Regions from separate parts of the Mus musculus genome. Here regions 2, 3, 4, 5 and 6 are each linked to region 1. Evidence: chromatin contacts called from public Hi-C, HiCAR-type, HiChIP or PLAC-seq and promoter capture Hi-C data. All regions are on one chromosome and are shown on one strand. The core of a region is the stretch at or near the end of the contact, and the rest is flanking DNA. Distances in the headings are between cores, read along the strand shown. Region 1 holds the start of Prom1 (prominin 1). Region 2 holds the start of Lcorl (ligand dependent nuclear receptor corepressor-like). Region 3 holds the start of Ncapg (non-SMC condensin I complex, subunit G). Region 4 holds the start of Fam184b (family with sequence similarity 184, member B). Region 5 holds the start of Med28 (mediator complex subunit 28). Region 6 overlaps D5Ertd615e (DNA segment, Chr 5, ERATO Doi 615, expressed).

The links. Promoter capture Hi-C pulls out the DNA fragments that hold promoters and counts their contacts. A called contact is a pair of places that touch in the nucleus more often than the background predicts. HiCAR-type assays count read pairs that join an accessible place to other places. HiChIP or PLAC-seq counts read pairs in DNA pulled down with a chosen protein or histone mark.
Region 2: a contact with region 1 is called in a HiCAR-type map of astrocytes, with 4 times the contacts expected there. The contact joins the promoter of Lcorl here to the promoter of Prom1 in region 1.
Region 3: a HiCAR-type map of astrocytes shows a contact between it and region 1, with 4 times the contacts expected there. The contact joins the promoter of Ncapg here to the promoter of Prom1 in region 1. A contact is called at or near these places in 2 of 39 promoter capture datasets (hippocampal neurons and liver) and 2 of 115 datasets of contacts at active chromatin or transcription factors (astrocytes and stem cell-derived neural progenitor cells).
Region 4: a contact with region 1 is called in a promoter capture Hi-C map of embryonic stem cells, with 3 times the contacts expected there. The contact joins the promoter of Fam184b here to the promoter of Prom1 in region 1. A contact is called at or near these places in 1 of 39 promoter capture datasets (embryonic stem cells), 1 of 115 datasets of contacts at active chromatin or transcription factors (embryonic forebrain) and 1 of 9 other capture datasets (liver).
Region 5: an H3K4me3 HiChIP or PLAC-seq map of embryonic forebrain shows a contact between it and region 1, with 4 times the contacts expected there. The contact joins the promoter of Med28 here to the promoter of Prom1 in region 1. A contact is called at or near these places in 2 of 39 promoter capture datasets (cranial neural crest and embryonic stem cells) and 3 of 115 datasets of contacts at active chromatin or transcription factors (astrocytes, embryonic forebrain and embryonic stem cells).
Region 6: a Hi-C map of bone marrow-derived macrophages shows a contact between it and region 1, with 8 read pairs. The contact joins the enhancer-like site here to the promoter of Prom1 in region 1. A contact is called at or near these places in 3 of 39 promoter capture datasets (the C10 cell line, embryonic stem cells and liver), 1 of 484 Hi-C or Micro-C datasets (bone marrow-derived macrophages), 2 of 115 datasets of contacts at active chromatin or transcription factors (astrocytes and embryonic forebrain) and 1 of 9 other capture datasets (adipose tissue).

The regions. Positions count from the first base shown.
Region 1 is chr5:44,100,138-44,103,597 of GRCm38.p6, forward strand. Prom1 (prominin 1) reads right to left here and starts at 1,599. Exons shown (of 28, transcript NM_001163577.1): 1 at 1,511-1,599.
Region 2 is chr5:45,855,960-45,859,419 of GRCm38.p6, forward strand. It overlaps Lcorl (ligand dependent nuclear receptor corepressor-like), which reads right to left and starts at 1,581. Exons shown (of 7, transcript NM_001163073.1): 1 at 1,388-1,581. The coding sequence starts at 1,538.
Region 3 is chr5:45,668,055-45,671,514 of GRCm38.p6, forward strand. It overlaps Ncapg (non-SMC condensin I complex, subunit G), which reads left to right and starts at 1,871. Exons shown (of 21, transcript NM_019438.1): 1 at 1,871-2,079; 2 at 2,966-3,169. The coding sequence starts at 1,969. 1600023N17Rik (RIKEN cDNA 1600023N17 gene) reads right to left here and starts at 1,654. Exons shown (of 1, transcript NR_073433.1): 1 at 647-1,654.
Region 4 is chr5:45,637,913-45,641,372 of GRCm38.p6, forward strand. It overlaps Fam184b (family with sequence similarity 184, member B), which reads right to left and starts at 1,589. Exons shown (of 16, transcript NM_021416.3): 1 at 1,181-1,589. The coding sequence starts at 1,327. 9630001P10Rik (RIKEN cDNA 9630001P10 gene) reads left to right here and starts at 1,363. Exons shown (of 4, transcript NR_102378.1): 1 at 1,363-1,624; 2 at 2,377-2,434.
Region 5 is chr5:45,518,601-45,522,060 of GRCm38.p6, forward strand. It overlaps Med28 (mediator complex subunit 28), which reads left to right and starts at 1,629. Exons shown (of 4, transcript NM_025895.4): 1 at 1,629-1,884. The coding sequence starts at 1,726.
Region 6 is chr5:45,338,933-45,342,392 of GRCm38.p6, forward strand. All of the region lies in intron 1 of D5Ertd615e (DNA segment, Chr 5, ERATO Doi 615, expressed), which reads right to left. Among named protein-coding and RNA genes, the nearest start is that of D5Ertd615e, 84 kb to the right of the region's middle. Within about 2 kb of position 1,734, at least 2 of the 459 cell types and tissues checked have an H3K27ac peak or open chromatin away from gene starts, as enhancers often do. A contact at or near this core is called in bone marrow-derived macrophages, where this site is marked.

The DNA.
Region 1 (3,460 bases), core at 349-2,848:
TCAGCACAGTGTGTGCTGTTCATAAAGTTCTGATGCTCCAGACGAGCCACCGTGAACCTCTTAGGCTCCATGCAGACAGACGCCAGCTCCGTAGTGCTTCAAAGAGGTAAATTCACAAATGAATAAGAAAAATAAGTAGTCCGCCAAGCCGGACTGTATGAATTTGCCAATATTCAATTGGTCAATCAAAAAAGTTCTCACATGGCTCAAAGCAAATTCATTGTTCAAGTTGTTTGGGTCTCTAGTGAGTTAGGGTGGAGGGGTCCACAAAGGACTTTAACCGTTCGCTTGCTTAACAAAGGCCAGCAACCGCCCACAAGAAGCCGAGCAAACCATTCTCCGCCTGGGCATGAGAAAAGTCCACAACTGAACAAGAGAGCAACAGAGCGAGCTCCCGGAGGAAGCAGTAGCTGCAGGAAGCGCCGGTACCTTTGCTCCGCTGCCTTTCCCTACAAGCTGCCGCCAGACCCGGCGCCCTCCTGCCCACCTTCCCCCCTTCTCAGGGGCCTTTCCCGGGCTGCGGAACACAAAAGAACCGACTGCGAGGCGGCGCGCGAAGCTGGGAGCCTCCAGGAATCCGCCGTCGCCTGGGGGAGGGGATCGCCCCTGAGTCCTGTAGTCCGGAGCGCCACCAAGGCATTTCCCCACCCAGTCCTGTTTGAACGCCGGGTTGAGGATTGGAACCTCTCCGACCCATTCTCGGGAACTTAGCTCGAGCCCCGATCCTCCAGCAGCCACGAAGCTCTGCTCAGTCCACATTCCTCTTTGTTGTCCCTGGTCCCCGCATTCTGTCAAGGTATGCCCTGAGCGCTCCTGCTCTCCATCTCTAGGAAAGCTGAAATTCTCGGTGCTGTGTGACCCTAAGGGCTGACTGGAGCCAGGACTTCCAGCCCGGGTGCGTGCGCTTGGCAACGGCCGCAGGGAGGCGGTTTGCCCTTGCACCGGCATCGCCCTCCCGCTGCGGCCAGTAGCACTGTGAGCTGCACATAGGTAGCAGATGGTGGCTGGTGGCCGGGAGTCCCACGTCCTGTCCCCCTCCCCCAGCCTACCCCCCACCTTGGCCTTTCCTGGAGTTTTCCTTACCGCAAAAGAGTTCTCAAGACCCAGACCGAACCTCCTCTCGCCGCCCTTCCCGAAAGCGGGCCGGTGGCCTGAAAGTCTCACCGCCTCCTGCTCTTGTCTCCGGAACCCAGCGACCTCCACCCCTCCACAGGATGGAAGGAGTACCGGAGCGGAGCAATGTGCCGCGGAGAGGAGCCGGCCACCGCCGCGGGAAAAAGTTTGCACGCTCTATAACCAGTCCTCCAGACCCTGGGCTCGCCCACTGGCCGAGACCCACACCACCCTGCAGCCCCTCCAGCTTCGGGAAGACAAACTAGGTTCCCGCCACCTGCTGTGGAGGCAGAGGAAGACGTTGCTCGAGCTTCTCCACTCCTCATCCCTGCCCTGGGTGTTCTAGAAGAGGGGGAGCTCAGCGCCCCGCGCTGGGTCGGCACTCGGAGCAACTCACCTCTCCGGTCCAGCTCTCCTCCGGGTCTCGGAACCCTCCAGCCCCTCGCCTCTAAGCTGGGCTCCTTCCACTTAATTCATGAATTATTTAAGGTCCAGCCCCAGGGCACCACAAGAGTGATTGGGTGAGAGCCCGTCCCACTGCTCCGCCCCGGGTTGGCTAAGGGTGCCTGAGTCAGGACCACGGGACTCCAGGACTCTGGGAACCTGTTGCGTCCTCTAGGGTCTCTGGCAGAGGTTTGGGGATGGAACTAAAGGAACACCGACTCCTTCAGAAACGTACTTACTCAGGGCTGAGCTTAAGGCCAGGTGCCGGGGTCTCCACAAGGCTCGGTAATTTAAAGAGCAGGAGCCTAGGGCTCTGAGTCTGAGCGCACTGATTGGACCTTCTGAGAGGCTACAATGCCCTGGGGACACCCACGGGACAGAGCATTTATTTCCTGCTGAAATCCCTGCTCAGTCCCAGAACACCCTTCTCTATCACCTAATCCTAAATCGCTGCTTGGAAGGCCGCTAGCTCCTAAAATCTCTAACCTCCACACTTTCCTGGCTCTTTAGACACGATACCGGTACTCAGTGCATTTTATTTAAAACAACTAAAAAACAAACAAACAAACAAAAATCATCTAAGGGGGAGAAAAATTGGCTGTAGTGTATCCCTGTGCTATCAGGGACAAACACAACGCTGGTCCTTTTGATCAATTACATTCCTGGATTCAACCAAAAGTGGGTAGAGAATAGACCAAGGAAGAATAGCGCCTCTGGGACATTTTTACCATCAAAGGATGCGTATTAATTGTGTGCGGGTTGTTAGGTAGATGGACGGAGAGATGAAAGAATGGCTGCACAGATGTTGGAAGAATAGGTATGTGGACACATGGCCTTTTAAAAATAGTTTACGTGTATGAATGTTTTGCCTGCATGAATGTATGTGTAGCACTTTACCGTGGAGTTGGTCAAAAGAAGGTGTTGGCTTCCCTGTCACTGGAGTTACAAAGGGTTGTGAGCTGCCATACGGGCTGGGTGCAGGGAATTAAACTCTGCAAAGAGGGAGTGCCTCTGCCAAAACAACCGATGCTTTATACCACTCACCAATCTCCCCAGCCCTGACAAATGAACTTTAATTTAGTAATTTTCTCACCACAAAATATAGCATACACTGAGGATGGGCAGGGGAAGGTGAAATTGAAATTGACCTCTACACGGCGAAGGTGTAGAAAGAGTTCATTCAGAAAGACCACTGAGAAACCACGGAAAACTGAAGCAAGCAGTGTTGGAGTACTAGAGAAGTCTAAGATGGCCAGTTCTCCCCTTTACAGTCTCCTGGGCTCCACAGCTTTCCTGCTCAGAGGCAGACAGGCTACTGAGGATGGTGTTAGCTTGAGACTTGAGTTCTCTCTCCTGGGAGCTCCTAGCTGTCCCCGAGCTGCCTATTTTACCAGCATGGGCACTCATGGCCTTATCACTCTGAATCCAGCTTCTGTGTCTGCAAACCAGCACAGGGCTGGCTACCCGTACTCCTTCTCGTTCCTTGTACATCCACAAAGTTCGGGCAGCGGTGTGATAAGGCTCTACGCCATGTGTTCTAAGCGGATTTTTTATATGAACTTACCAACAAGAGCTTTCTAATATCTTATCAATGATTAACTGTGTGGTGCAGGCTTGCCAGAGGTCACATAGTTACTGAAGCCCCAAAGTTGAACCCAGCTCTGGCCTCCAGAACCCAGAGAATAGGTGAAATAGGTCTCTGACCAGTGCCACATTGAATTGAAATGGATGTCCATTGCTGTGTGATTTTTCCCCCCTGTGGAGATGTGAGCAAATGTCTAATGTTCGCTGACATTAAACTAAATATGCAGCTTTCTAAATCTAGCTTGATGAACAAAATAGTTTCAGGGGATTACTTATAGGAATGTGAGTAGGAGGCTGATTCCATGAGCTCGGGTGACAC
Region 2 (3,460 bases), core at 331-2,830, 1.8 Mb after region 1:
TGCTTATATATATATATATAATTCTGTATGGCACATTACTGAACTGGAGTTGCATCTGGTTTCATCTACTATGATTAGTGAAAACAAGACAGACCTTAGGGCTCTACCCAAGCAAATCTGCGAGGGATGGGGAAGGGGGACAGGGCGCGAGGTGGCGCAAGAACAGATGAAAACACGGTTAGGAGAGAGTTGTCTTCCCAAGGAACTGAGCTTACTACACTCAACTCCAAAGGCTGACACCTACTCGTCAGAAAAGAAAACCGACGCAACCACCCACTCCTAACACCGACCAGCCTCCACTCCCACCTCCTCCCCTCAAAAGCTACCCCGTAACCCCTGCCGAAGCACACCCTCCGCTCGCAGCCCCTCTGTTGCACTGAACCAACCTGCTGGGTAACAGCTGTGGGCACACGTCGCACTCTGAGTGAGGAAAAGCAGCGACCGCAACAAGGTAAGGGAGTCCCAGTACTTCCCGCTACCCGGAGCAGCCCACTGAATGACAGCCGGGAGCGCGCAAGTTTGAAGCAAAACCGATCAGACCCCACCGAAACGGAAAACTGAACTGCATTTGAACAGGAATGGGAGGCGGGGAGGGCTACGCGAGTCCATCACATGACAGCGAAAAGAGGACCGGAGTCGTCGGGGCGTCCTCAAGGAAAGGGGGGGGGGGCGTGGGGAGGGTGCCGTCGCCATAGCAACACCCCCCATCCGTCCAGACTTCCAAAGAGGGAGGAAGAACTTCAAATCCCAACCGTCAGCTCGAGCGGCTCCTTCTTAAAGGGGTACACACAGATCCGAGGCCACTCGCAAGAGGGCAGAGGCGGCCGCCCCCCGCCCCTCAGGCGCCGCCCCCATCGCCCCTCGACCCTCTCCCGCCCCCCGCCCCCCGCCCCGCGAGCGCCCCGCAACCCCTGGTCCCGCGTCCCAGGAACTAGGCAGCGTCTTCGCCGCCAGCCCCAGGGCCGCAAGAAGGGGGTGTGTGAGCGCCCGGCCGGGGGCGCGGACCGGCTCGCCGCTCCAGGGTCCCCTCCGCCCCGGTGGAGAGCCGCGGTGACAGGGGCACCGGCGGGTGGCGACGGGCGCCGAGGAGTTTCGGGGCAGCACGAGCGGGCGGGCTGCTTCCGCGGGGTGCTCGGAGAGTGGGTCCGAACTAACAGTTCCCCGGGAGCTCGGAGCCGGGCAGGCGGGCGGCGGGGCGCGGACCGCGCCGGGCAGGGAGCCCCGAGACAAAAGGCGCCGCCGGGGCCGCCGCGCCGCCGCCGCCGCCGCTCCCATCGCTCCCCATTGAACTGACCCGAACCGGAGCTCCAACTACACCCCTCAGCCACAAACTCCTCCGGCAGCCGCACCGTGGCGCCGAGCCCGGCCCGGCCCGTGTCTCTCTTACCTACACAGTGCATGAGGCGGTGGCGCCAAGAGTCGAGTTCCCGCCGGAATCCTCTCCTCTCCGCCGCGCACCGAGGGCTCCGGCACTGAGCGGCAGCGGCGGCGGCGGCAGCAGCGGCGGCAGCGGCCATTCTCTCTCTTCCCTTGTCCATCTGCGTCCCGCGTCACGCGCCCTCATTTACATACGAGCGGCGCAGGCACGAGGCAGGGGCGCGAGCCCTCGGCGCGAGCCCCGGAGCGCGCGCCCCCCGGAGGGGGGTTGATTGACACGTGTCACTACCTTCCTCCTGCCCTCCCCTCCCCCTCCCACCGCTCCCTCGGGGAGAGGCGGGGAGGGAGCGCGGAGAGAAGGAAGCAACCTGCCGCTTCCGCTGACCCCGCCTCCTTACCCACTCCCTTCCCCTCCTCCCCCCAGAGTTTACTCAGGCAAGCCATACTGCTCCCGCCGTCCACGAAAACCCTGAGCGGGAGCGAGAAACCCGGAGGCCAGCCAGGAACCCGCGTGCTGAAGGAGCGGACCAGCAACGCCTCCCTTCTGCCCTCGCGCGGAGCGCTGGAAGTCCGAAGACTTCATTTCCCAGCCTCCATTGCGTGCAGGTCCCGTAGAGGAGCGCAAGAGAGCGACGCTGTGCCCTCTGGGCTTTGTAGTCCTCTCGCGTTGAGCGCTCTCCTAGCCTAGCCAGTTCGCACTTTTCCAGATAGCAGCTCGGCCCCAGACTTCTAATGTTTTGCCCCCAGTGGGTTTAGCCTCTAACTCCCTCCGCCCAAATGCTTGCTTCCTCGAGTTCCAAGAGGGGAGTACGGTGGAAGCCTCAAGAGTTGGCGGTGCTGGGCTAGGCAGCTCCTTAAGTGCTGGAAACTTTTCAGGGTCAATGTCATCTATCTTCACTTTCAGCGAAAGCGCTTGCCAATCATCCTACTGCATCCAGAAAAGATGTGCGAGGACATCAGTTTTGTGAAGCGAAGAGATCTTGAAAAGCGAGATTAGTTACAAAAATCGGGGGAACTAACCTTGCATGGGATTTAACACTTTGTAATTGTTATAGATGGATCCTGCTCTGTGCTAGAGAAAACTTCCTTGGGGAGAGGAGAATCTTTTGATTAAGTATATACTTAAAATTACTTAAAAAAAAAAAAAAAACTTTTGCACCAGAGCCATTTCTACACTTATGTCAGTATTGTCACAGGGGACCAAGAGCTTGTAAGCCATCCAGAGTTTACAGAGAAGTGCTGTACATTACTGGGCATTTATACTCACCTTTGCGGAAAAAAATATTTTAATTCTTAGGAACTCAAATTCTCAATTCTGTATTGCCCTATCTTGTGGTATAGTCTTATCTATCATTCTTTTTTCTTCTTAGAGTAGTTTATTGCTCAGCGTTTGTTGCATCAGAAGTAAAAATGTAGCATTACATCTTCATCAGAAATTTTCGAATGTGAAGTTTGAAGCCATGTGTTTATGAATATATGTTTGCAATCTTATCATTTGGGAGGCTAGAATAAGGTGATGTGTAGAGTAGAGATAGTCTAGATGGCGGTTCAGAAACTGAAATTTAAAATAGGAGTGGCTTATCTCCATAGTTTAGAGTGGGAAGATGGAATAGTTGTTTCCATCTGAAAGCTCATCAGGCACCATCAAAAGAGACATGAGAACAGGACCCAAAAGCATGGCCCAGCTTCTAGAAGTGTCTGATTAAAGTTACTTAATGAAAGTATGTGCTCATGCTAACTTGAAAGGAATGGTGGACTAAATAACTATGAGAGCCTAACAAACCATCCAAAACTTAATAGCTTAAAATATCAACTATGGGATAGTGAGGTGGTTTCACAGATAAAGGGACTTTCATTTCTGGGGGAATAGCTGTCTGCCAGGATCACAGAAACCAGTATTCCTATTCTTCAAGGGTCTACCCTGACTTGTCCACATGGTGGCTGTCACAGGGTTCCAAAAGGCAGCATGAGAGCTACTAGCCCCTAATCATGACCATTTTTTTATTTATTCACTTTACATCCAGACCTCTGTCCCCCCTCCCCCACCGTTCCTCTCCCCCTTTCCTCCTCTGAGGAAATGGAG
Region 3 (3,460 bases), core at 621-3,120, 1.6 Mb after region 1:
AGTCTGCATGTTAAAAAAATCAACAAGAGGTATAAGACATACAAACTTTACATACACTAATTATATTGCTATTTTCTTTTATATTTCATGTATATACAAAACAAATTAAGCACATCTAGTCTAAACATTTTCCCGTATAGTTGTTTTCAAGAATTACTTATCTAAAATTTGGAATCCAAGAACCTTATGGTGTACATTGTTTAGTTTTTGTTATTTTCTTAAGCTTATCAAAGACACAAATTTATTCCTATATGTATTTGTTCTTTCTCACAGAATAAAAGTAAGAGTCAAGAACTATGTAAGCTTTACAATGAGATTATGCTGTATGAATTTAATGTAGCATATTGGAAAAGTTCCACGATTACGATGTCCAAAGCATACCAAATCCATACAACATTCGTTACTAAAATCCACAACTCTAATCAAAACATAGTCATACTGACCTCTGGTGGTCAGATTCCTTATATTTCACTGATACTGAAATAACTAGATAAAATACTCATGAGACATTTTTTTTTTAATCAACAAAACAATAAAGGCAGCAAGCACCTAAAATGAAAGGTCACAGATTGTCACAAAATATTAATATGTTCTAAGTTTTAGTTTGTCTGTTTACATAAAAAACAAATGACACACACACACATATTGGTTCTCATCTTATTATCATTTATTTAAAGTTTTATTTATCTTGTATGTGTGGTACATGCATGTTTAGGTCAGAGACAGACATTGAGTGTTTTCACTGATTACTTTAGACCTTACTGTTTGAGAAAGGCTCTCAGCCACCCTGAAGCTTGCTACTTTGGCAGATCAATGAGCCTAAGATCCACTGTCTGGCTCTCAGCACCCTCAAGTGCTAGGACTACATACAAATGTTAACATCTGGTGTTTGTATGTGAAATATCACATGTGACTTCAGATCCTCATGTGTGTTCAGCAAGCACTTTACCCATGAATCATTATCTCCCCAGGTCCTCTAGGGATTCCCAGAGTACCTACAGAACAACATAGTCTGGAGGCAGCCCTCTTCCTGATACGTGTCACCAATGTAGATTTCCAGTACAGACGGAATAGGTGGCTGCATTTATGTTTCCCAAGTCATCAAGCAACACACCAAGTAAGTTTCCCGGTTTTGGAGTGGTATGTCCTATGTCCCAGGTGAGGCATTTAGAAATAATTTTATATATCCAGCACGCGATCTTAGTCAAGACCCCCAAATTCCTTTTATACTGTCTGCGTTCTCCTCTGCTTAGCAGAGTTGTTAGGCAGATTTGTCAAGCACATCCGTCACGCTGGAGCATCTCCAAGCGGCTGCAGCCTAAACTGACCCTGCCTTTCTCTTCCCAGTCCCCCAGACTGTCTCATCGCGGACGGGCAGTTCCCGCCCGGACCCACGGGGTCCGAAGGACTGCGGAGGCCCTCGTCCAGGACGCCCTCGGAAAGTTTGACATCCCCAAGCCCCGGGCGGGCTCCGTACGACATCTCCCAAACGACTCCTTCGCTCGGGATTTACCCGTTCTCAGCCAGTCGCTGCGGCAGTCCTCCGCTTTCTCCCTTCACTCCCAACCACAAGATCCCGCAAGGCACCGAAGGCCACCAGTTTAATTCAGAAAGCTGAACGCCCACTTCAGGCGCGCTCCTCCACAGCACTACTTCCGGCCCCGCCCATGCCTCCCATACAAACACCTTTTCCTATTGGGAGAGCGGCAGGCCACACCCCAGGCGTCCCAGCAGCGGGGCGGAGCGGAGGGTGGAGTCAGCTCCGGGACCCTCAGGTCTCCGCTCTCCGACCCTCCCTCCGGCGGAAGTCTCGCGAGATCTCATCCTCCCGCGATAGTTGTTTGAAAACTCTGGCGCTAACCCGTCACTCGGAGCCTTGCAGGGCTAGGGTGTCGGAAGCCGCGGGAAACTGAGTCCTCCTCGGATCGCGAACCACAGTCTCTCTCGGGCAGTTCCCGTCCCGGCGCCATGGCAGCGCAGAAGAAGCGGCTTTCTGTGAAGGAGGCGTTTCAGCTGGCGCAGCAGCCGCACCAGAACCAGGCGAAGCTGGTGGTGGCGCTGAGCCGCACGTACGGCGCGGTAAGCGGCCTGGCTTCGGCTTCCGGGCTTCGCCTTCTGCCCTTGCGCGCCCCGCGACGGAGGGATGGGATCCGAGGCTCGCCCGAGGTCTCCCGGCCACAGCCAGTGAGCAGAACGCCCGGCGTCGGCCACACGCAGTCACCCGTCTTCTCCATCCTCATCCCGCCAGGGGATGCGGGGAGTTATCCGTTATCCTCAGTTCCTCAGTGACTTGTTGATCTGCGCAGGGAATCTCAGACGCCTTTATTTCCTTGGAGGTCTCTGGTTCATCTCAGGCAATCGATGAAGTTGTTTCAACCAACTCCTAAGCTTTAAAACCACCTTCATTTCACCAGCTAGGGAAACCATAAGCACCCAGTCTTTCCCGTACATGGCAATTGTGTGTCGAGTGTAGCGGCGGGGAATTACTGGACAGCGAATGTGAGGAAGATACATTGTTTTGGAGTTCACGGAAAGTTAAGGACATATAAAAGTGATCAAGGGTAGGGAGCAAAATGTGTAAGTTATGACAGAAGGAAATTGACGGATGCTAGGAAGGCCTAAGTAAAATAAACACAAAGCTGTTGATTTTGAGTCATTTATGGCGAAGCTTGTTTTGCATTAATCCGGTAAGAAAAATACCGATAATCCAAAGGCGTTGAGAGAAAAATGAGATAATTTTGCACTGTTCAGATTTATGCTTTGTGTTTTCTCAGAGGTACAAATTATATACTGAAGAGAAGTTTGTGCGGATATATTTTCCCTTCCTTGATTTGGATAATTGATAGTTTATTAAGAAACCTTAGAGTTTAACCTAAGGGTAACACTTTCAGCAGTATTATGGCAGTGTTGGGAATAAAGAATTTTTATTAATGCAGCTTCTGGAGGCGTTTCTTCTCTCTTTCAGATGGATGATAAAACAGCTTTTCAGGAGGAGTTTATTCATTACCTTAAGTATGCTATGGTGGTATATAAGCGTGAACCTGCCGTGGAGAGGGTCATGGACTTCACAGCCAAGTTTGTTACTTCATTTCACCAGTCTGATGAGGAAGAAGAGGAGGAAGAGAACGATGGTGGCATTTTAAATTATTTGTTTACTTTTCTCTTACAGGTACTGTAAAAGCTACTACTTTGGGGAAGTAATATATTTAGCTATGTTTGTTATTTTCCACAGTAAAATATCAGTGATAGAGAAAATGTATGTGAATAAGATAAGTCTTTTCTGGAAACCTCAACTGTCATTAAGATAAAAGGATAACTCCAGCATTAAAAATTTAACTTTAAATTCTCACTTTTGGTGTAAATGTCCTCTCTCTGCGATTAAGTTAAAGAAATTCTATAGAGAGGGATAGGCTTATTTTGTGACAGCAAATAGTTTTTCAGCCTATTTGAGAGTATAACA
Region 4 (3,460 bases), core at 339-2,838, 1.5 Mb after region 1:
CTTAAGTAAGTTTTTGATCGGCGCTATTAGACACCTTTGGGTTAGATATCGTGGCACGACTGTCTGGAGACAGGCTCTTGTGCAAAGAATATGAAGAGGCCAATGGGAGGTCAGGAGAAGAAAGCGAGTGCTGTTCTGTTTCACCCTATGTTGGATTCCAGTGTGGTAAGGATGCTCATCCATCCTTCAGAAAAGCAGGTATGGAAAGTAAGAGGAAGATGTTTAGGAAAGAAATCAGAATATGTCATTCATTATACTCTGGGACAAACGCTGGAGCTAGTCTTTACTAGTAGGCATTGTGCTAGGAGTTTGAGACCAAATGGAAAATACCAAGTAAACAATTTAAACTACTCAAACCCTGCAGGAAAGACATCTCTACAGATATGTGGAGGGAATCTGTGCGGAGTTGTTCCTAACCGGGAAATTGCCAGGGATTAACAACCTGCATTGGCAACATCTCAAGTATACATACTGGATATATTCAACCAAGATCCTGAGATGAAGTAGGGATATGGGCTGGCTGACCTCCCAAGGTCTTTTCCATTACCACAAGCATACACAGCATCCTACCCTTTCCCATTTATGATCCAACACATGCCTGTAGTCAGTTTGACAGTAAGTCCCCTGGGCTTCCTTCCAGGTTTAGTACGATGCCACGAAAGACTGCTAGCACTCAACAAATGATTCAAATATTTGTTGAATGAAGGAATTAATGAATCGTGTTTAAATAGGTCTCACATGATCTCCCCAGATATAGAGAATAAAATCACAACATTCCAGGCATGATGGTTTGAAGGTTTGAACAGGGCTGGCAAGGGAACATGATCTCTCTCTCTCTCTCTCTCTCTCTCTCTCTCTCTCTCTCTCTCTCTCTCTCTCTCTCTCTCACACACACACACACACACACACACACACACACACCCTCTAGCCTTGGGAAAGCACAGCCCACCTGCTAAGCAAGCAGGCTGCGGGAGTTTCCTTGGCAAAGAATCCTGTCTGCTGCTTCCAAATGCAGTCTCCAGAAGGTCACTTCACTCAGATACAGAACAGCTTCCTTTGGTCTCTGTGACAAAGTTTGTGGGGATTCAGTGCGGTCCTCCCCTGGGGTGCTTCTACACTCCCACCCCTACTCTGGGTGCCTGTGGCACACAGCTGGTCTGCCCGCAGCACCCCGCCTTACCTTAGTGAGCTGAGCGATCTTCTTGCACATTTTCACGTGCATCTCCGGATCACAGTCCATTCTCCAGCCCGAGCCACCGCGGGCGTCGGCTTTGGAGCTCGCGCAGGTTCCTGGCGGGTGAATTTTGCTGTTGAGGGCAGATGCCATCGCTTTAAGGAGCCCTGCACTGAAATGCTCTGACTCGCGCGCTCTCACCGCTGGCCGTGTGCACGTGCGTTCGAGCACGGGCGTGAGAGCTTTCTCCAGAGAGGTGGCACTGCAGTCCTGCCAGCACAGCCGCGTGGCTCTCTTTCCGGAGGTGTCTCCTTCCCGGGCCCACTCGCGCACCACCTTCCTCTGCTCGTGCTCGTTCGCGAGCTAGCTGGCTCACGGGCACCCGCACCATGCAGCGTAGCGCTGGCGCCTTGCACGTGAGGTTTACCATCTGCGGATGCTTCCGAGAGGGTGCGGGCTATACCTGCAAGAGGACAGCTTCTGAGGGGTGTTGGGGGACAGGAGGTGGGGGCGGTGCCCTGGGCAGGGTTTTTTTTTTTTTTTTTTCCCTTCCCTCTCCTTGGCCAACTGGGTGGCTTGGAGCTTCCAACTCCACTGTGAGCGATCCAGCCCGAGGTGGATAGCTCAGGCCAAGAGGAAGAAATGCTGGCTTTAGTCCCTAGCAGATCGGCAAATCAGAATGAAAATATTAGAAAATCCTGTAGTAGTAGATGGGACAGATGAGAGAGCGGGTCTTATTCCTGCAGCCCTGATGCTTAGAGCGAGGGTGAAGAGAGGAGGCGGGATGCTGAAGGGCAGAAGTGGGGATGAGGGAGCTAACCACTCCGATTCTAGGAGGTTGAGATCTGGAGCTCAAAGTGGGAATAGAGCTGGAACCTCAGAACTACACGGTGGGACTGAATTGGAAGCCCCCCTTCCTGACCTTGGATAGGACCTGCTCAGTGATGCTAGAGATCTCCCCACATCGTCCACTCAAAGGTCACTAGTGACCGAAACTTGGGGGTGGGTTGGGGGCGGGGCATCGCCAGATTTCGGTCTCAGAGTAGGGAAAGAGGTAGCGACAAGGAAAAAAAGTCCTGCAAGAGCTAGAAAGGGTGGTAGTGGGAAAGGAAGTTACAAGGGGCACCAGATGGGTCTGGAAAGTCAAGCCTACCCAGTTAAAGCAAAGGAGCTCATCTAACCTGTGCCATTACCTCAGACAGACCCGAGGCTGAACCTTGTTGCGTTTTGAAGTTGTTGCCCCTTAGACTGGGAAAGCAGGTAGGTAGAGAACCAAAATCGTTTCTGGCTTTTTTTTTTGGTTTTGAACAATGGACTTTGAGAAACAAGACAGAATCCTGGTCAGATTTTTCTGAAGTGGCAATAGTGTCATTATTATGATTTTGCCTGGCTAATATATTTTATTTTATAAACTTCTCGCCCTCCAATAACAATACTCATTTTATAGGTGGGAAAAATTAACTATTTGATCAGGTGATTACAAACGGCAGTTGGGTGTGAAATGGGGACAGTGATACCACAACTGTGAACCCCTGTCTACCTCCCAGGCATTACAGAGCACCCAGAGGAGCAACCAAGAGAACCTTAGGCTTATCCCACAACTCCGTGGGACAAAAATCTTTGGTGATCAGGGTCACAGGAGTCCATGTATTAAATACAGGCTTCCTATTTATTTCCAAATTTTATAGAATGCTATTTTTAGTATATAAATAATATCATTTTTACAGAAATTCAACCACTGTGCAAATGAGAAGAAAATTAGCCTTCATGGAATGAGAATACTGAACCAAAAAAATATTCACTAATTTGGATTATCACATCAGTGGCCCTGTGACTCTTGGTATTTGAGAGTGAACACACACTTGCCACATTGGTGGCAAGTCTCCTAACGTGCAAGCACCCGAATACTACATCATCATCAAGTTACTCAATTTATATACTAAAAGGCATACTATTTAATTTCATTTCATCCCTTTCATTTCTTCCTTGCATTAATATCAAGAAATTAGACAATTTTTTAAAATGTGTGTTGGGACTAGGTATGGTGGTGAACTCCTGAAATCCAAGCCCTCTGAGACAGGAGCGGAGTTTCTCAATCTTCTCTCCCGAAGGAACAACAAAAACAGATCACCTTGTCACAAAATGGCAACATTTGCACTGAGATGTCATTAAGTATATTAATATAACAGCACAGAGTATGCCATTTTGTAATAAAATGTGTTAAGGCAAAAATATAATCAGGCTATATAAAATATTAATATGACCATTAGGAGGACCACAATTTTG
Region 5 (3,460 bases), core at 379-2,878, 1.4 Mb after region 1:
CAATGTGATCAAATATCCTGCAACAGATGACTGTTCTGAAGAAATCTCTACATGGTCCTTTCTTTTGTCACAACGTTGCAAGATAATGCCAGAATGAATGTGAACAGTTCTGATGGTATCCACCTCACACATACATAGACCCAGCACCTCCTCATCTGTGCTCAGAGCATGGTTGAGACAAGTTAGTTAAGTGTCAGACTCAAGAAACTGCTGCCATGGGCCCACTGCAGCCTGGGCCAATCCAGTGCTGAGATGCAGCCTTCCCAGCCCGAGCTCAGCCATCTGCTCAAGCCTCTGCGCTTATTTTTCAGTCAACAAGTGTTTCTCTATATTTGCTAGACAGAGTTCTGGATGTTGGGCATATAGATAACTAAAACCTGACTAACCCCGCAAAGTATTTCTTTAGGTTTTTTTTTCTAGAAAGGTCTTCCATTTAAATTTTCATTCCAAATGAGATCTCTTTAGAGAGGCCCTCCACATCAAAGAGCACTTAGCTGTCCACTCCCAAGCATTTTCCCTCAGTACTTATCTCTACAAATAATGCTGTATGTATTTATGAGGTTTTTCTTCCTATTTGGGGTATTTACTACTATGTCTAGATTATTAAACATGCCTATCTGGAAACTAGAAGGACTCAGTTAAGTTGAAGGGACACTAGTCCACTTGAGCATGGCTCTGGCAATCCTTGTTCGGCTCCTCCATTTCCTCTGCTTTACTAAGAACTGTTAGATTGTGTTCCTAAAGCTAGCCACCGAGGTTTGTTCACTTATTTGGCCACTTCCTGAGGCTGACTACCAAGGTGAAGATATCATCGTATTGAAGTCCAGCAATGAAAAGTCCCCGTTGGCTCACCTAATTAACTTGTCCAACTAAAATTGAACACATCATTCTAACACAGGGGTTCCCTTTATACCATTATAAATGTCCATTTTACTATGTGCCGCATCTGTCTCCTCTCTATCTAGAGGCAGTCTTTTATCCTCCAGTGACAAATACCACTCCCCATCCTTCTCTTCTCCTTCATCCTGTCTCCTGTCACTTATTCCCTACCCTCTGTCTAGGGCAAGGAAATCTTTCGGCGAAAACTTGGTCAGCTGATAATTTTTCTTTTTTTTTTAAGTGTTGTAAAATTAAACAACAACGACGACAACAAGGCTATTTGGCTTCTGAATTAGTGAACAGGCAAACATTAAAGCCGTTATGAAAACAGATGCAGTCACTTTCCCTCCGGTGTTATCATATACGATTAGAAAAGTGCCAGGAACACTGGTATCCTTCAGGATGTCACCTCACGCCAGAATTTAGAGGGAACTTGTGTTGTTCCAGCCAGAACAAGTGACTAGATTGGCATTTGGTACATCTCAAGCCCTTAATCACCCTAGAATGAACTGATGACTCATTTTTCTAAAGGAGCGCAGAAAAGACTCGGCTAAGGTCTTTAGGGACAGCCCAAGGGCTTGGCTGGAGGCAGGGAGGCCAGCGCCCTTGTTCGGTCTCTGCAAGTGACTGGTTTAAACCAGTCCCAGCATTTAGTATTTAGGTCAAAAAAGAGTAAACCCAGGTCGGCTATAAATTGGGCAGACCGCACAGAAACAAGGATGATGGTAAATCCTTTCTCCGGGCGAATAGGCGAACTGCCCGTCATGTGACCAGGCCTGCCACGTGATCAGGCTGCCCGCGCCTGCGCACACAGGCCCGGTGTCGTTTCCGCCCGCCGTTGCAGACATGGCGGCGTCCCTGGGAGGGATGTTCACTGGGCAGCCTCCAGGTCCCCCGCCGCCGCCGCCCGGGCTCCCAGGCCAGGCGTCGCTTCTGCAAGCAGCCCCTGGGGCCCCGAGACCATCTAACAGCACTTTGGTGGACGAGTTGGAGTCATCCTTCGAGGTAAGCCGAGATGTGGGCGTCTCTGTGCAGCCCTCACAGGCGTGCGGAAGGCGCGCAGGTTAACTCCTTTCTCGGTCCCGGCGTTTAGTAGAGGCGGGGCACCGGAGAATGGAAGTCGCCTGCCGTAGATTGGGTACTACCTGTGGCCGGTCGTCTCAGGTCTGCCCCCGCAACCGCGACATTTCTGGAGACCGTGGCCTTGAAGTTCGCCCAACTCCCATCCACCTCGGGGCTCGTTGGATCCCCTGCGGGTCTAGTAGGATCTGGTCTTCCCTGGAGCGGGCCCACTCGGCTGAGGTCCTCTGAGTTTCCAGGTCACATACTGGACGCTTTTCCTGTTTTTCTCTAGTGTTCTGTGTAGACCTTCCAATGGCCCCTGGCACCTGCCTACCTGTTAGCTTGTTTGGGTGCCATCCCTTGACTTCTCTGGCTTTCGCTTTCTATTCATTTGGTAAATGCTCTTTGTTGGCATAAGTTGAGTTCTCACTGTGGGAGGAAACCTTAGTAGAACGCTTGGGTCCATCCACTCTTGGATGCAGGGATGGAACTCAGGTGTGGTGGCAAACATCTTTACCGGATTAGCCATCGCACCAGTCCTAAAATACTGGGCTTTTAATAGAAGGGCACGCGTTGTTTTTAACCTCCGTAAGACTGACTGTCCATAAAGGTCCATGCTTTAAATGTTTTTCAAAGGATGGGGGGGGGGGGTGGGCTGGGAGGTGCAGCAGGAACTAAAGTTTCTGAAGTTAGTTTTTGTCTTTTTGTTTTGTTTTGTTTTGTTTTGAGACAAGTTCTCAGCGTAGCCCTGGCTGTTTTGGAACAAGCGCTGTAGACCAGGCTGACTTTGGACACACAACTGTCTCTGCCTCCCTAGTGCTGGGATTGAACAAGTGCAGCACCACTGCCTGGCTTGCAGTTAGGTTTGGTTTTTTTTTTTTTTTTAAGTCTGCATGGCCTACTGCCGTTGGTGAAGCCCCCCCCCCCCCCGCCCCCAAGCTTTGTGGGCCATAGGTTTTCTGAAATCTGCACATCATGCTCACGCCCCAAAAGTCCAACAAGACTTAACTTTTACCGTACACAGAATAGGCAGTCTGGTTGGTCGAGCTGTTACAGGAGTGGGAAATCCTTTGACTGTTTCCATCCATCAGATCTGGAGCTAGCCAGGAGGATTCATTGCTTCTGAGAGGAACTTTGGGTGTAGTTTTGACTTGTGTTCGGAACCTAAATTTGGTTCTGTGTCTTTGTGGTTTTTTTTTCGGTGCTTGCTCAAGGCTGTCGGGGTCTGTTCTCAGACTGTGTTCCTCTGTCAGCTGCTGTCATGCTTGTCTGTCTGAGGGCTGCTTGTGCCCCTGTGGCGCACTCACATGTACAGCTCGGTTGGCACCCTTTCAAAACTCCCTCTTTGGGATTTGGTTATCCGCATGACACCACTTATTATACAGACACCTGTTACTTATGAAATGCCAAATGGTATCCCAAGTACTTAGACTATAGTGCTGAATCACACAGGCAGAGCTGTTGGTAGAAATAACAGTGGCTGAAGAGTGGATAGTAACATCAGTTACTTTTCTGAAAA
Region 6 (3,460 bases), core at 484-2,983, 1.2 Mb after region 1:
GGAGGTCTTGGGGGATGGGAAGGATGGGGAGATGATTCAGCTGTGAGAGCTTTGAAGAGTAGAGTTGGAATTCCAAGAAACTCTTGTAAGCGTTGAGTGGGCATGGCCTTTCCTCCCAACCCCTCCCCCATGATCCCTGGCCCATAATTCCATATTCAAAGCAAACTAGCTAGCAAGATGGCTATGTCAGAGTCCTGGATTTGATTGAGAGACCTACCTCAATGACTAAGGGGGTAGAGTAATTGAGGTTGATTACTGACTTTGACCTCAGGCCAGCCTCCACATGCACATGCAAATGCATACATGTGTGCCCATACGCATTCAAAAATACCATATACATGCATACACACACACACACACACACACACACACACACACACACTATCAATCAGGGCCTAGTGAGAGATCTTTAGATCATCTTAGCTTATGCTTGAAGGGAACTGTGCAACCTCCTCCTCTTCCTCTTCCTCTTCCTCTTCCTCTTCCTCTTCCTCTTCCTCTCCCTCTTCCTCTCCCTCTTCCTCTTTTGTATCCTAGCTATGAGGTAAAGTCTTTCCCACATACTCTCGTCAAGGCAGAATCAAAGGATGGGGAAGAAAAGCTTGCCACCATGGAACTGGCTGTACAGAGAGAAATCCCAGTAAAGAATCCTGTTGCTCAAGTGTCCTGATCCAAAGAATGTTGAATGTGGATGCCAAGGAAACCAACCAGGGCTGCCCTGGGGATGCTCCCTCCATAGCACTACGCTCTTCCTAGTTAAGCATTCACTTTGCCCGCAGAGGGCTCTACCCAATCAGAGCTGCAGTTCCTATCTTAGAGAGAGAAAGAGTGAAGGCTCCTGCTGCAATGATTGCAATTATTATCACAAATATAATCAAGCACTAATGAGAAATCAGAGGTGGTAGGATAATGAAGGGCAATTGCATATTATGAAACATTGAGTTAATTTGAAAGTATATGGTACAAAAATATTAATAAAGCCTCCAAGTTATGCACAAAATTCAAAATTATGCAGTTTCAAAAAGGTTGTTTGATTCATCAGGAATTGTTTAGTCTTGATGCTGTTATGCAAAGTGGGTTATAGGCTGTGTTTACACACTCTTGCTTGAGCCGGTAAACAGAAATACCCACTATCAGAAATACTACTGTCAGATCTGTGAGGAAATTAATCTTAATTATCTAGGTTTTGAATTATGTAAATTCTTCAAAAATCTATCCCTTGCATAAATAGTTTTCTCTGTAGAAGAGAGCTTGGAAGGCATTTCAGTAACTGACAGTAGTAGTTGCAAATACGCACAAGCAAGAAAGAGGTAAAGGAGAGAGAAAATGAAAGGATAAAGGAAATTTGAAATAGTTAAGAAGCATAGGAAGAGAAGGCCGACTATAAGCCAATGATTGCCAAATACTAGTGTTCCTTTTCAGTCTCTGGCCATGATGAAGTTCTCTGTATTGCTAGTAAAAAATGGGGAAAACAAAGACACTGATGTTCACAAAGCTTGGGCATGCTTTCAAACATCCTGGATTATCAAAACATGTCCTCCATAATCTGTTGACATTAAAATCCTTTACCAGCTGTGTATGTTGGCAATGGCAGGTGACAAGTAGGATTGGGTTGGGTTTTATTTGACTTATGGGGGGCAGGAAGCACATGTGTGTGCACAGTCACACACTACACCATGTGTGTGGAGGTCAGAAGACCACTTGCATGAGTCAGTTCCCATTTCCGTCCTGTGGGTTCTGGGACTCAAAATCAAGTCATCAGTCTTATTTGGCAAGCACGTATACCCACTGAGACATCTTGCTGGCTGAGGATTTGGGCTTTATTAGTATCCTCAATAAATCAAACTTTGATGATCATAGCTCAGCCGATGGTTTGTTTGTTTTTTTTTTTTTTTTTCAGAAATATCATTGCTCCATATGAAGGCACATGGAACCACAGCCCCACAGGAAGAGGCTTAATCAAGCAAGATACTAGATCAAACACACAGAGAATAACTCTAGGTGTTGATTTTTTAAAATATTTAAATGCATATCAATAATTAAGAGAAAATGCTTAGAACAGTAGCAGTAGTATCTGTGGTATGTGTGTATTTCAGTAATTGAGGAGAGATGGATAAAACAAAATCATTACAAATTCAACAAAGAGCAGAAATAACCAGAAACCAAGAAACATAGCAGCAATAATAGATCCAAATGTTTCACTAATCATAACAAAAACACCTGCCTTATAGCCATCACACAGAAGCATACAAACTGGTGATGATATGCTAACTAAGATAAATTAGAATACCTATGCCCTGGTTATAAGAACCATATTAAAGTGAAACTAAGAAGCTAAAAATAAGGTGTCACAGGCCTGTTACCAGGCCGTAAAGTAAAATCCACAAAGCACCTATAGTCACATGAAATAGTTTCAAAATGCATAAAGCTATAAAGTTTAGTAGACAGCAGGCACAGATGGGAATCATTCTTTGGCATAGCAGAATTGTTAATGTGAAAGACATTCCGTCAAAAATGATTGTCATTTTCTATGAAAGTAGGAACTTGGATTTTAGCCTTGGTAAGCTTAACTAAGTACTTACAACAAGAGCTTATATAAACAGAGATTAGACATTTTTAAACATTCACAAGAGATTTAAAATATGGGTCAGACTCAAATATCTCAGCCCCCAAAATAGAAATTATCACACAATCCAATGACTCTCGAAATTTATAGCAAAAGATAGTGTGCCAGCCCATAAAATAACAACTCAAAAATTCTCAAGAGATCTTTCGGTTACTTCTAAGTAAAAGCAAAAATTAAGATTAAAAGTACAGATTTTTCAAAAGTAACACTGATAGTGGCATTATATAACACAATCTTTGAGATGTAGCCTCAATGACATTCAAAGATCTTTAACGTGACTATTAGTTTAAGTTACCTATGATCTAATTGAAGTAATTAAAGGCAAATAAACATAAAGGTACTAATATATAAAATAATTAATGGAATGTAAAAAGAAGTGTGAATGTAAAACAGGATATTAGCTAATCTGTCATTATTCTAGTTCCCTTTCTGTTGCTGTGATGAAACACTCTAACTTAGGGAGGAAAGGGTTTGTTTCACCTTACACTTCCAGGTCATAGGTCATAAGGTCAGTCAGGGCAGTAGCTCAAGGCAGGAAGCTCAAGGTAGGACTCCTTGTTATTCTGTACAGTGTTACCTCCAGCAGGGAACTCACCTCCACCAGGAACTCATTCACAAGCAGGGAAAGGAAGAGCATCCAAGGAGGATACTGCTTCCTAACTGCCTGACTAACTTCCTGGTATACGCCAGGACCACCTGCCCAGGGATGGAACCAGCCACAGCTGTCTGGATCCTCCTGCATTCATCAAGACAATCCTCCCACTGTGGTGTCCACAGACTGACCTGATAAAGACAGCTACACAACTGACACTCTTTGCAGGTGATTCTAGTTAA